3 separate regions of the Mus musculus genome follow, and regions 2 and 3 are each linked to region 1. The links are chromatin contacts, called in public HiChIP or PLAC-seq maps. All regions are on one chromosome and are shown on one strand. The core of a region is the stretch at or near the end of the contact, and the rest is flanking DNA. Distances in the headings are between cores, read along the strand shown. Region 1 has its middle 14 kb from the start of Gm52119. Region 2 overlaps Gm36924 (a long non-coding RNA gene). Region 3 overlaps Kif13b (kinesin family member 13B).

What was found. HiChIP or PLAC-seq counts read pairs in DNA pulled down with a chosen protein or histone mark.
Region 2: a contact with region 1 is called in an HNF4G HiChIP or PLAC-seq map of pancreatic cancer cells. The contact joins two enhancer-like sites. A contact is called at or near these places in 2 of 39 promoter capture datasets (the C10 cell line and hippocampal neurons), 1 of 15 datasets of contacts at CTCF or cohesin (large pre-B cells), 1 of 484 Hi-C or Micro-C datasets (CD8 T cells), 3 of 115 datasets of contacts at active chromatin or transcription factors (bone marrow-derived macrophages, embryonic stem cells and pancreatic cancer cells) and 1 of 9 other capture datasets (embryonic stem cells).
Region 3: a contact with region 1 is called in a FOXA1 HiChIP or PLAC-seq map of pancreatic cancer cells. The contact joins two enhancer-like sites. A contact is called at or near these places in 4 of 39 promoter capture datasets (3T3-L1-derived adipocytes, the C10 cell line, the HPC-7 cell line and 1 more), 1 of 484 Hi-C or Micro-C datasets (the HPC-7 cell line), 3 of 115 datasets of contacts at active chromatin or transcription factors (effector CD8 T cells, epiblast stem cells and pancreatic cancer cells) and 1 of 9 other capture datasets (macrophages).

What each region holds. Positions count from the first base shown.
Region 1 is chr14:65,111,863-65,115,843 of GRCm38.p6, reverse strand. It overlaps a transcript of Extl3 not described here. Among named protein-coding and RNA genes, the nearest start is that of Gm52119, 14 kb to the right of the region's middle. Within about 2 kb of position 2,158, at least 107 of the 459 cell types and tissues checked have an H3K27ac peak or open chromatin away from gene starts, as enhancers often do. A contact at or near this core is called in the HPC-7 cell line and pancreatic cancer cells, where this site is marked.
Region 2 is chr14:64,631,134-64,635,114 of GRCm38.p6, reverse strand. Gm36924 (a long non-coding RNA gene) reads right to left here. Exons shown (of 3, transcript XR_383509.2): 2 at 3,980-3,981. Among named protein-coding and RNA genes, the nearest start is that of Gm36924, 8.5 kb to the right of the region's middle. Within about 2 kb of position 1,649, at least 65 of the 459 cell types and tissues checked have an H3K27ac peak or open chromatin away from gene starts, as enhancers often do. A contact at or near this core is called in pancreatic cancer cells, where this site is marked.
Region 3 is chr14:64,664,977-64,668,957 of GRCm38.p6, reverse strand. The region is part of intron 1 of Kif13b (kinesin family member 13B); the gene reads right to left. Among named protein-coding and RNA genes, the nearest start is that of Kif13b, 14 kb to the right of the region's middle. Within about 2 kb of position 2,152, at least 139 of the 459 cell types and tissues checked have an H3K27ac peak or open chromatin away from gene starts, as enhancers often do. A contact at or near this core is called in the HPC-7 cell line and pancreatic cancer cells, where this site is marked.

The DNA of each region.
Region 1 (3,981 bases), core at 909-3,408:
ATGAAGGAACTCATGCATGTACAGTTTTTTAAAGAGTGACTGGATTGGGGACATAGCTCAGTGGGAGAACTCTTGCCTAGCATGTGCTACGTTCTAGGTTTGATTTCCCCAGACCCTCCGTAAACAACAAACAAGCAAAATATGCCTGTGTGAGGGCATCAGATCCCCTGGAACTGGAGGTACAGACAGGCGTGTAAGTGCCATGTGGGTGCTGGGAATTGAACCGGCATCCTTTGGAAGAGCAACCAGTGCTTTTAACCACCGAGCCATCTCTCCAGTAGAGTACTGACATAAAAGCACAAAAGACCAATGGAACAAAACAGAGGTTGCAGAAATAAATCCACACATTTATGGACAACTAAACCAAAATAATGAGCTCACACAGTGAGGAAAGGGAGGACGTCTATTCATGGCTGGCAAAGACTGAAATCCACTTGCACGAGAATGAAACTGGACACATCACACCATACACAAAAAGCTCTTCAGCTGAGCAGTGGTGGCACACACCTTTAATCCCAGCATTCGGGAGGCCGAGGCAGGTAGATCTCTGTGAGTTCAAGGGCAACCTAGTCTACAGAGTGAGTCCCAGGACAGCCAGGGCAGTAACACAATGAAAGCCTGTCTCTAAAAAAACAAAAACCAAACAAACAAAAAGGTTATTCAAATGGAGTAAGACTTAAATATAATACTTGGATGTTTAAAACTAGTAGAAGAGAATACAGGATGAAATACAGAAGAAATACAGGATTCTTGACACTGGCTTGGGAATTTAAGTTTGGGATATGACCCAAATTACAAAAGACAGTACACACACACAACAACACACACGATTAGATTAGATTTAAAAAGTTTCTGCACAGCAAAAGACATGACCAGCAGAATGAATGAAGAGATAACTCATGGCAATAGAAGCAAACTCTATAAGGAACGTAACGACATGGAATAAAAATTTATAAAGAGACAAGCAAGCTAGGCCTGTGGCACAAACCTTTAGTCCTAGGTAGCATTGGGGAGGCAGAAGCAGGTGGATGTCTGAGGTTCAAGGTCAGCCACATCTGCATAGCAATTTCCAGGTCAGCCAGGACTACATACTGCGATCCTTTCTCACAAAAAATAAAATAACAACAACAACAATAATAATTAATAATAATAAATGAAATTTAAAAGAATGTTTAAGAGAAAAATTAAAAAGAAAACTAGCTGGAGGCATTGTGCTCCCAGTGTAGTTTAAATTCGGGTATGGGATGCCTCTGGCTATTTATTTTTGCCCCAGATTGTGTAATTTATTTAGGATCTTGTGGTTCCCTATGAACTTCAGGATTGCCTTTTTTTCCTGTGAAAACTATCATTGATTTTGATAGGAGTTGAATAGTATGGGCATTTTATTTGGTTTGGTTTGGTTTGGTTTGGTTTGGTTTGGTTTTGGTTTTTCAAGACAGGGTTTCTCTGTATAGCCCTGGCTGTCCTGGAACTCACTTTGTAGACCAGGCTGGCCGTGAACTCAGAAATCCGCCTGCCTCTGCCTCCCGATTGCTGGGATTAAAGGCGTGTGCCACCATGCCTGGCTTAGTATGGGCATTTTAACAGTAGTCATTGATCCCACCAGCACAGAAAATCTTTCTGAGTCATCTTCAGTGTTGGTCATCAACATTTATAGTCATTGCAAGACGGTGTGGTCTGTCTCAATGGATAGGGGAAGCTTTCACAGGAGACAGGAAGAGAGAGAGAGAGAGACAGACAGACAGACAGAGAGACAGACAGACAGACAGAAGAAAGAGAAGGGGGAGAGACTATTATACATTGAAATATAATCTTCTGCCCTTCAATGGTTCCCCATGAACTCCTGTCTCTGCCCTGTGCCCTTCCCTTCCTCCATCCTTCCCTTCTTTCCTTCCTCTTTTCACTCATGGTGGTGTGTGGGTGAGAATCCAGAGCCCTGAGCATCCCAGGTAATTGCTGTACCACTGAGCCACACCCCAGGCTGTAGCATGCATTTCTTAAGCACGATGACATTCTCGTACCTAACCACAGGAAATTCAAACTGCTGTAATGCTATTAAATAATGGAGTCTGCCCACAAATGTCATCATTGTGCCAGTCATACATGTCAGGACCTTTTTGTCAGTCTGATCCAGTTCACCCGTTACACTGTTTGACTTCACACCCCTGGCCTCCCTCCCCCTCCGCCTCCTCTCCTCCCTTCTCTTGCTTTCCCCTCCCTGTCCTCTCCAGAACACTGGCATTCTGGGAATGTAGGTCAGTTTGGGGAAATGTTCAACTTGTTATTGTTTCCTTATGGCTGGATTGCATAATGCTTTTTATTTTTAATCTTGTCTTTTGAAGTAATTTTAAACTTAGCAGAAGTTCTCAGAGTTATATAGCACTTTGTTATAATTTTGTAAGTTTGAGGTTACCCTTAGCCAGATTTACCAGTTTCTGACAACTTTGCCTATGTCCAAATTAATTTTCATTCATATTCTTTCTCTCTTTTGTCCCCCCTCTCCCTTCCCCCAACTCTTCTATCCATCTCCTCTTGTTCTCTCTCTCCCACTTCCCTATAATCCCCCCACCCCACCCCCCACTACTCATTTCAGTTTTTGTGTTTTGAACAGTAGAGTGAACGGGAGGTACCCTTAGGTCACAATTCTGGAGAAGATTCTGTGGCCAGGAGCTGACCACCAGAGGCTCAGCATGTGCAGACAGGAAGCCATTGTAGACAGGAAGTGCCCTGTGGGGCGCTCAGAGTTTGTGCTAACTGGACTCAGGATGGCTGGAAGGGCAGTTAGCTCACCACTTACGACGCTTAAGTATTGGGACTTAATTCCACAGGCAAAACCACAGCGGGCTGTGGTCCTTGCCTGTGACCCCAGCACTTGGGTGGAGGTTGGAGTTAGGAGGGCCCTCTGGTGAGAAGTGAGTTTGAGGCCAGCCTGCACTGTGCAGACCTGGGGGATGGGAGAATGAAAACTAGACAAAGTGCAGATGAGTCACACACAGGAGAAATCACAGTGCAGAAAGGTTTTATGAGACGGGATGTCGGGACCGAGTGTAGCTCAGAAGAGGAAGGGCAAGATGAGCCATGTGGTAGAAATCCTGGCCTGCCAACTTGTGAAGGCTGGAAAAGGGTGGTCCAGGGGAATGCTTTTGGTTTCCTATTGTGTGCTACCCATTTTATATATGATGACTTGTTTAATTATCATAACCCCCCCCCCCCCAAGCAATAGCGGTGAGTTATTACCGTGGCCAGGAGCTGTCATAGTAAGTTTATGACACCATTGACATGCAGACCCACTCTGAAGTCCAGCGGGTTAAGAAGCCTTCGTTTGTAGAAGCATCCTTGTCAGGCTGCGATAGCCAGTTGGATGTGGTGGATGAAGACCACGGGAACGTAACAGCCTGTGTTTCCACCTTGGGCTACAGCCTGGTTGGTGATGGTGTTACCTGAGGTTGTGGTACCTGAAGAAGGGAGAGACCTGGGCAGGTGGAGAGAAGGATTTCGCTTGAGAGCTGAATGAAGTTGATTTGAACAACTGATTTGTGCAAAACAGGATAAGATGCTTAGTGGGCAGTGTGGCTCCAGGGGAAGGGTCTAGAAAAGACAGGTTTGACTGCTGGCATCACAGTTATGTTCACCTCTCCAGGGCAAAATGCAGTGGTGGCTCAGCAGAAATGGGAGGCCAGGCATGGTGACACACACCTGTAGGCCCAGTCCATGGGACGAGGAGGCAGGAGGAATGACCCTGGGGACATCCTTGGCTACAGTATAGTGAACCCTTTTCTCAGGCCTGGGATTTGCCATGTAGACCAGGCTGGCCTTAACCTCAGAGATCCTTCTGCCTCTCTGCCCATGTGTGTGTCCCACTGTACCTCACTTATGGATGATTTTATTCCTTGGTTCCACACTGACATAGCTGTCAACTCCGCTTCCGTCCCCTTTCTCTTAAATTGTAAAAACTATTTATTTTATGTATGTGGGTGTTTT
Region 2 (3,981 bases), core at 400-2,899, 480 kb after region 1:
ATCCTTTGAGGTGGCATATGCTAGATCCTTAGTTGTAGTTGCTCTGACTTAACCCATCAGTGGATGGACTAGTAAGTTCTGAAAAAAATCAGTTTCACTGCGAAGGGTCTAGTACATTTATTACCAAAATGTCTTAAGTAGTTTTGTCATGGAACACTTTGGTTTTAACCTCTGAATTGAGAAATAAACTCACTATGTAGCCCAGGCAGTTCCCATCTTAGCCTCTTAAGTGCTGAGATTTCAGGTGTGCTCCACCAAGACAGCTTTACAGGAAAAAAAAAAAATGGCCTCATATACCTCAACTGATCTTGAACTTGCTCTGTACAGGAGGCTGGTCTTGAACTCTTGATCGGCTTGCTCCTGCCATCCTTACCCACCCCCCAAATGGGATTAAAGGCTTCTTTAGAGAAACTACATTCCTTCTGATTGACTGAGAAACACTTGGCTGTCTCGTCTAGTCTTGGGTTTGTAAGAGCCATCCTCCATATGTGGTCTTAACCTCCTTCTCCACCAAGCCTAAGCCAAAATTATGGTCCATGTAATATGCTCTGCTTTGGTTACTGGCCTTCCTAATTGAGTCCCTGTGTCCTTCCAACTGTCATTAAGATAGGTCAGGCACATAGCCTTCTATTTTAGTAACAACTGAATCATGCATTTGTTGGTATATAATCTGAACCCTTAAAACCACGGTCAGAATACTCCCAATGTTAAAAATTAAACAAATGCTATCCGAGTACAAACAAAGGTAGCTAGTGAGTCCACAGGCAAAGTCAAAGACTGACAGCTAACACTTGCAGTTGGAAGGCCTTTGGAGCTGTGTCCTTGGGTCATATCTTACCCAGTGGCAGTAGCAGTGGGCAATCTATTACTGGGGAGGAGCCAGAGAGCCAACATCCGCAGCTGTGGACATGGACAACGGACTATCTAGGCACTCTCCATGGGAAACTAAAGGCACGCTTGTTTTCAGCCCTATATTTTAGTCACTATGTAGGGTTTGTATTTGTCCCATGGTCTTCCACATTCTTCAATATAACTTAGGGCTCCCCAGTATCTTGGGGGAGGGGAGGGTTCTCCTACATTGTGAAACATTTGGCACTGAACTTGTAACACAACCACCATGAAAAGGAGACCCTCACTCATTCTGGTAGAGGTAGATGCTTGTGTAACTCTTTTAGAGAGAATCCTATATTTACTCTCCAGAGGAGTCTTACACTTGTTTATTAGTTTCAATCTGGTAATTCCACTTCTCAGAGACTTATCTTAAAGAAACAATGAGAATGGCAGCAAGATGCTCCACTGGCAAAGGCCTGGCCAAACTGAGTTTGATCCCAGAAACCCATGTGAAGGTGTGACGAGCTAACTGCATAAATTTATCCTCCCTCTTACATCTTACACACACACACACACACACACACACACACACACATGACCACGTGTGGGCTATGGTAAGCCCGCCTTCCATTTTCTTGGATTTATCCCAGTTCCCTCCCTTCACTCTTGTGAATGCTATCAACTTCCTTATTAGAACAGAAACTGGATATGATGACCGTAATAGGCACCGATGGGACGGGACGGTGGAGGCTGGGGTGGGACTGGGGCTTAGGCTGGCAAGGTGCATGGTTCAGGCTGCTATGTTCCAAGGCTGGAGGCCATCCTGGGGACAGCCTGGATAGTAAGCACTGACAGCCAAGGACGGACTGATCAAAGATGGCTGGCTGGTTGGAGGCGAAGACCAGAATAGAAACTAAAGCAGCAGTCAAGGTGCCAGGAGGTCAAGGCGAGTCTGAAACTGGTTCTCCTTCCAGGATGTTATCAGTAAACCATAAACCAGATTAGGAACCCAGGAAGTCAGGAAGGTGAGTGAGTCAAGGTGTGTTTGTGACCTGATTTGAAGACAGGCTTGTTTGCCTTTCTGAATCCTTCAGGGCAGGAACTGGGGTCATGGGCTATCCCAGGCACACAGAGAGCAGCTGGAGGAACAACTGTGGAGGACTACGTGGCTGTGGGTGGGTCCTGGGTATGAGGGACGGGAAGCCCTGGCAGTGCCACTGAGAGGACTATTTGGCTAGACTCACTGCAGGGAGCTTTTAAATAAATCCCAGAGTTCAGCCACACCCCAGGCCAATTATATTGGAATGTCTGGGGGTGGGGCTCAGAGTCAGTTGTTAATGTTTCCTTGGTGATTTAAATGTTCAGCGGGAGAACCTGGTGGGATCTCAGATCTGCTCCTTACAGAGGGTGCAGGTGGGGGATCAAGTGACCAGCCAGTAATTACGAAACAAACTTTTTTTTTTTAAGTGTCTAAAGAAATACTTAAGCCATTGTAAATATATGGGAGTATTTCTATTCTTTTATTTTATTGGGTCAGAAGTCTTACCATGTAGCTCTGGCTGGTCTGGAAGGAAGTCGTCCAGGCTAATCCAGGCTGGCCTCAACTCACAGAAGTCCTCCTGGCTCAGCCTCCCAAGTGTTGGGATTGATTACAAGGGTGCACCAATATGTTTGGTTACTGGCACAGGGGATGGAACAGAGGACTTTGTACATACCAGGCAGGCATTCTATCAATTGAGCCTGACCTGGTTCCAGATGGTTTTGATCAGAGATTTCTAAAGGCATAGTGATACTGTGGGAAGTGACTGGCCCCTGACATACAGGTCAGTCTCCTTCAGCACACATTTACTAACACTTGCAGTTAGGATCCACCTCAGTGAACACTGTCCTTCGTCAATGCTGCCAAAGGCACTATGAGGCCAGCAGTCGACAGCCTAGCTTTGCAGGTGCAGAGTCTAAGGGGAAATGGCTTCCCAAGGTTACAGACGAGCACAGAGTCGGGTGTGACTCCAGGATTTCTGACACAAACTGCCCTTTCTAGCTCTTTGCTGACTTGACTGCCCTCCACTGAACGACTGGGCTCTGATTATGCAGAGAGACACAAAGAGATCTAGTCCATTCTCCCCCTTGAGAGATGGACAGGGCTGGTGAGATGGCTCAGCAGTTAGGAGCACTGACTGCTCTTCCAAAGGTCCTGAGTTCAAATCCCAGCAACCACATGGTGGCTCACAACCATCCGTAATGAGATCTGATGCCCTCTTCTGGAGTGTCTGAAGACAGCTACAGTGTACTTACATATAATAAATAAATAAATAAATAAATATTAGAAAACATACCTTTAAAAAAAAAAGAGATGGACAGTTGTCTCCATATTCAAACACAATGAAGTTGGGTATGAAGGCTCATACCTGGAGTCACAGCATTCAGGAGGATTGTCACAAGTTAGAGCCCAGAGTAGGATTGTGGGGGTGGGAAAACCTGATAAGCTCAGTTGGTAAGACACTTCCCTAGCATGCCTGAAACCCTGGATCTGGTTCCCAGAGTGTGCAGTCATAGCCGATGATAGGCTCTCTGTTGGAGAGGTGGAGGTCAGAAGGTCAGAAATTCAAGGCCATCCTTGGGCACACAGCTAGTTTGAGGCCAGCCTGAACTACTGAGACCCTGCTTTAAATACATCACCACCGGGCTGGAGAGATGGCTCAGCAGTTAAGAGCACTGACCGCTCTTCCAGAGGTCCTGAGTTCAATTCCCAGTGACCACATGGTGGCTCACAACCCTCTATAATGGGGTCCGATGCACTCTTCTGATGTGTCTGAAGACAGCTACAGTGTACGCATATAAATAAATAAATCTTTTAAAAAAATACATCACCACCAAAACAAATCCCCAAAACCCTGGTGGCTCATGCCTTTAATCTCAGCACTCAGGAGACAGAGACAGAGGATCTCAATAAATTTGAGGCCAGACTCCAGAGTGAGTTCCAAGACAGCCAAGGCTACACAGAGAAATCCTATCCAGAAAAACCAAAAAGGTAAAAAAGAAAAAGAAAATGAAAGAAAAAGAGAGAGAGAGAGAGAGAGAGAGAAAGAGAGAAACCCTAAGGTTAATGAATGCCGAGAGAAAGTTTCACCTGTGCTCATGGACACACCT
Region 3 (3,981 bases), core at 903-3,402, 450 kb after region 1:
CATTCACAAATAAAATCTTCACAGTGCTAAGACAGCAGTAACTCCCAGAGCAAAGGTTCACAGCAGGGCCTGGGGCTGTAATGGCTGAGCTGAGAAACTCTGAGTAAATCCCTAGATCCTTAGCAACACGGGCAGGGGTGGGAATGACACAGAGAAAAGACTACAAAACTAAAGAAAAAATGTTTGCCAAGCACATCTATATACTAAAGGACCTGCACTAGAATATAAAGAGAACTCAGTTGCACATGGAAGTGCAGGAGGTAACCAAGCACTTAGGGGGAAGAGGCAGATGGAGTGGGGTTCAAGACAACCCTCAGATGGTTAGGGGTGTAGAGACCAGCCTAGTTAAGAAATACTGTCTCAGATAATAACAACAAAGTCTTACACTCACACTTCAACAGTAATAACGATCAATAATTTAATTTTCAAATGGGCAAATTACCAGGACACCTCTCTAAACAGGTACAAAAATGCCCACTGAGCACAGGAAGACATGCAGCACCGTGTGGTGCATATGGTGTCACTAGACACCACAGAAAGGCGAATCAAACCACAGTGAGATGCCCCCTGACACCCACTCAGAGAACAATAGCCAACAAGACAAAAACAAAGGTTGGCAAGGATGTGCAGAAGGCATGTGACTGGCACACAAGTGGGCTGGTCACTTGGGAAAACAGCTCAACAGTTCCTAACAGGGCTAAGCAGGGTCACCATACAACCCAGCAACTCTAGATGCACTGAAACCTGCATCGACACAAAAATTACTAGACAAAACGTTCATGACAGTGTGTTTTGCATAAAGTAGAAGAAAAAGAAACAACCCCAGAAGTCCATCAAGCAAAAAACAGATAATGTGAATTGCCACAGAATGGAACATTATTCAATAATTAAAATGAGTAGGGCCAGTGAGATGGCGCAGCAGGAAAAGGGCTTGATGGGCAAGCCTGATGACCTGCATTCCACCCTTGGAACAACCCACAGTGGAAGGAAAGAATCAGCTCCACATATGCAGGCTAGTACACACAACACTTAGTGTTAAAGTCATAAAATGAATGAACTCCTGATACAAGCCACTACTTGGCTGAGGCTTACAGTGACCTAAAAAGGGATAGTCAAAGGCCAGTAGGATGGCTAACAGGCAAAGGCACTTAAAATGCAAACCTTAAAATGCAGGTTCCTTCCCTGTTGCCTATGTAAAGGTGGAAGGAGAGAACCAGTCTGACCTCCACACATGCACCATGGCATGCACACACCTGCACACACACACGTCATACATACATATCACCACCAATAATAATAATACAAAAAATTTAATAGACAGTCACAAAGAACCACATGGTATGAGATTCCATTCAATCTCATACCTAAGTGGAGAAATGTACAAAAGAAAAAGCAGATGAGGAGTGTCTGGTGCAAAGGAAAACTGCTACAGGTCGAGTTTTTCTTCTGAGAGACACAAAATGTGTTCCTGAGTATACAGCTGAACTAACTACAAACCACAAAGCTGGATGTATTGTTTGGATGGGAACTGTGTCTGAGCAAAGCTGTTTTTAAAAAAGAATACTCTGCCTGTGTTTGTTCTCTAGTTTTTATATTCTTCTATTTGTCTGACCCAAAGAATGAAACTGTTTCAGTCTGCCTTACTCCCCCCACTGCCAAAAGATAAGCTCTCAGGAAAGGGGCTGTACCCTGTGGACTCAGCTGTAGTTCCCAAATAAGCTTGGCCAAATGTCTATGTAACATTTGTAATAAAGTATTTCCATGTCAAAGAAGGGCATGTTTTTTATTCATTTTAACTTACATAGCAAAATAAGATGGTTCCTCCTTTGCTGGCGCTAAGTTAACTTTTGCATATCTACTACTATTTGATTTCTCTCCAGTTTCACCTAGATGTGAAAGACTAATTCCAAAAAGGGGGGTTTTGCTCTGTGGTGGCCAGTTAGCCTTGTCATTTACTTCCAGTGCTTTGGTCTTGGCTCGGCACTGGGAGGCAACTTCGCAAACACTCAAGCAAGCAAGCACGAGTGAGCCCTGCTTCTGTGGGTTGAGCTTGAGCACCTGCAGGCATGGAGATTCGCTAATAGGCTTGCCCAGTGGTATCTGACCACACTGCAGGAGCTGGCCCCTCACACAGATCTCTATTACACGAACACATCACTAAAGCTCCGGAAGCACTGACTCAGAACCCACAATCTCACCGCCCACCACAAAGGCAGTGTAGCTTTGAGTTTGCTAAGAATGCCTCCTGTAAAACTGGATTTTCACTAAGAATGTACAAGCAAATTATCTTGAGTTGGGAGAAGATTCAAGGAATCTAAACATTTCCTTCAACACTTGTATGCTTCTGCCCTGCTTGCCACCATTTTTTTTTTCAGACAAGGTATTACTTTCACCCAGGCTGGAATCAAACTCATGCTCCTCTTCCCTCAGTTTGCCATGTGCTGGGATACAGGAATGTGCTTAAACTCCTAGCAAGCCCCACTCTCTTAACAGCTTCTCCTTTTGGAACACACACACACACCATGTAGGTCATCAAATGCAATTAATAATTTGGAAGCATTAAATGGTATTATTAAGAAGCTGGAAATTTTCATCACCAAGTATCATTTAATAATTAAAACATCGAATGTGAATTCACTTTATCCCAAATACACTGACATTTATAAATACCCCTACATGCCACTCAAATGCAGCCTTTAACACGTAATTAGCTATCTTCAATTCTTTATTAGCTCAGGGCTTTTTGTTTATTCATTTTTTTTTTTGTTGGGAGTGGTTTTCTTGAGGTGGTATTTTACCCTGAAACCCAGACTGGAACGAAAGGCGATCCTCCTTCCTGTTTCTGTTTCGTGCCTCTGGAATGTTGGGATTACCAGAGTGAGAAGCCACACCCATAGCTCAGTATTTACCAAATAAAACTCCCACCCCAATTCTGTCAACTGGTGGACAGACATCAAGAGAGGCTTTTCACAGGAGTGTTTAGAATGTGTCAGGGCTTACAGTCTAGGACACACACCCAAATAACCAGTGAGGTTTGGAGAGCTTGAAGGCTGGTTATCCAAGAAAACATTTTAAGGGGATGAAGAGAAGGCTCAATAGGTAAAAGCAGTTTACTCAACACGAGAATCTGACTTTGACCCCCACACCCACCTAAAGCTTAGCATGTTTGCAACAAAATGGCACACTCTGGGCTTAGGGATGGACTGCATCTCAAAAAATAATGTGGAGAGTGACTGAGGCATCATGCTCTAGCCTCTGCTTGCACACACTGACACACACATGTATATATATAACACAGTGGGGACAACAGCCATATACTACCTCTGTGAAAATAAAGCTACAGAGTTCATTCACAGCAGTATTATTCATAATCTCCAAAGTGGAAGAAACCTAAGAATCCATTACTGATGGCTGGATAGACAACACACACATACATACACCCGGCACAAGTAACATTATTCAGCCTTTAAAAACAAACAAATTTGTTAAATTTATTTTTGAAACAGGATCCCATGTAACTTAGGCTATATATGTAGCTGAGGCTGTCCTTGAACTCCCAATCCTCCGGTCTCTACTCCTAAGTGCTGGGACCACAGGTGTGTGACGCCACACCCACTTCTGGGTTGACCCTTGGGGTAACTATGTTACAGGAATGAAGTAATGGCAGAAAGAGAAGTACCATAAGATTCCACCTACATGAGTCCCAGAGTCAGATTCACAGACGGAAAAAAGAATGGCAGGCTCAGCAGGCTGGATAGGAGTTAAGAGTTAATAGTTAAACAATTTGCGGGGGGGGGGGGGGGGGGGGAGCCTGCTTTGGGGGTGGGGGCAGGAGGAGAGGCAGGGCCTCACACTGTAACCCAAGCTGGCTAAAACACTTGCAGCAATCCTCCAGCCTCCGCCTCTGATCTCTAACTCCCAATTGCTGGGATTAGTTATACATCACCATACCTAATATTACAATGTAAAAAGGTTCTCTCT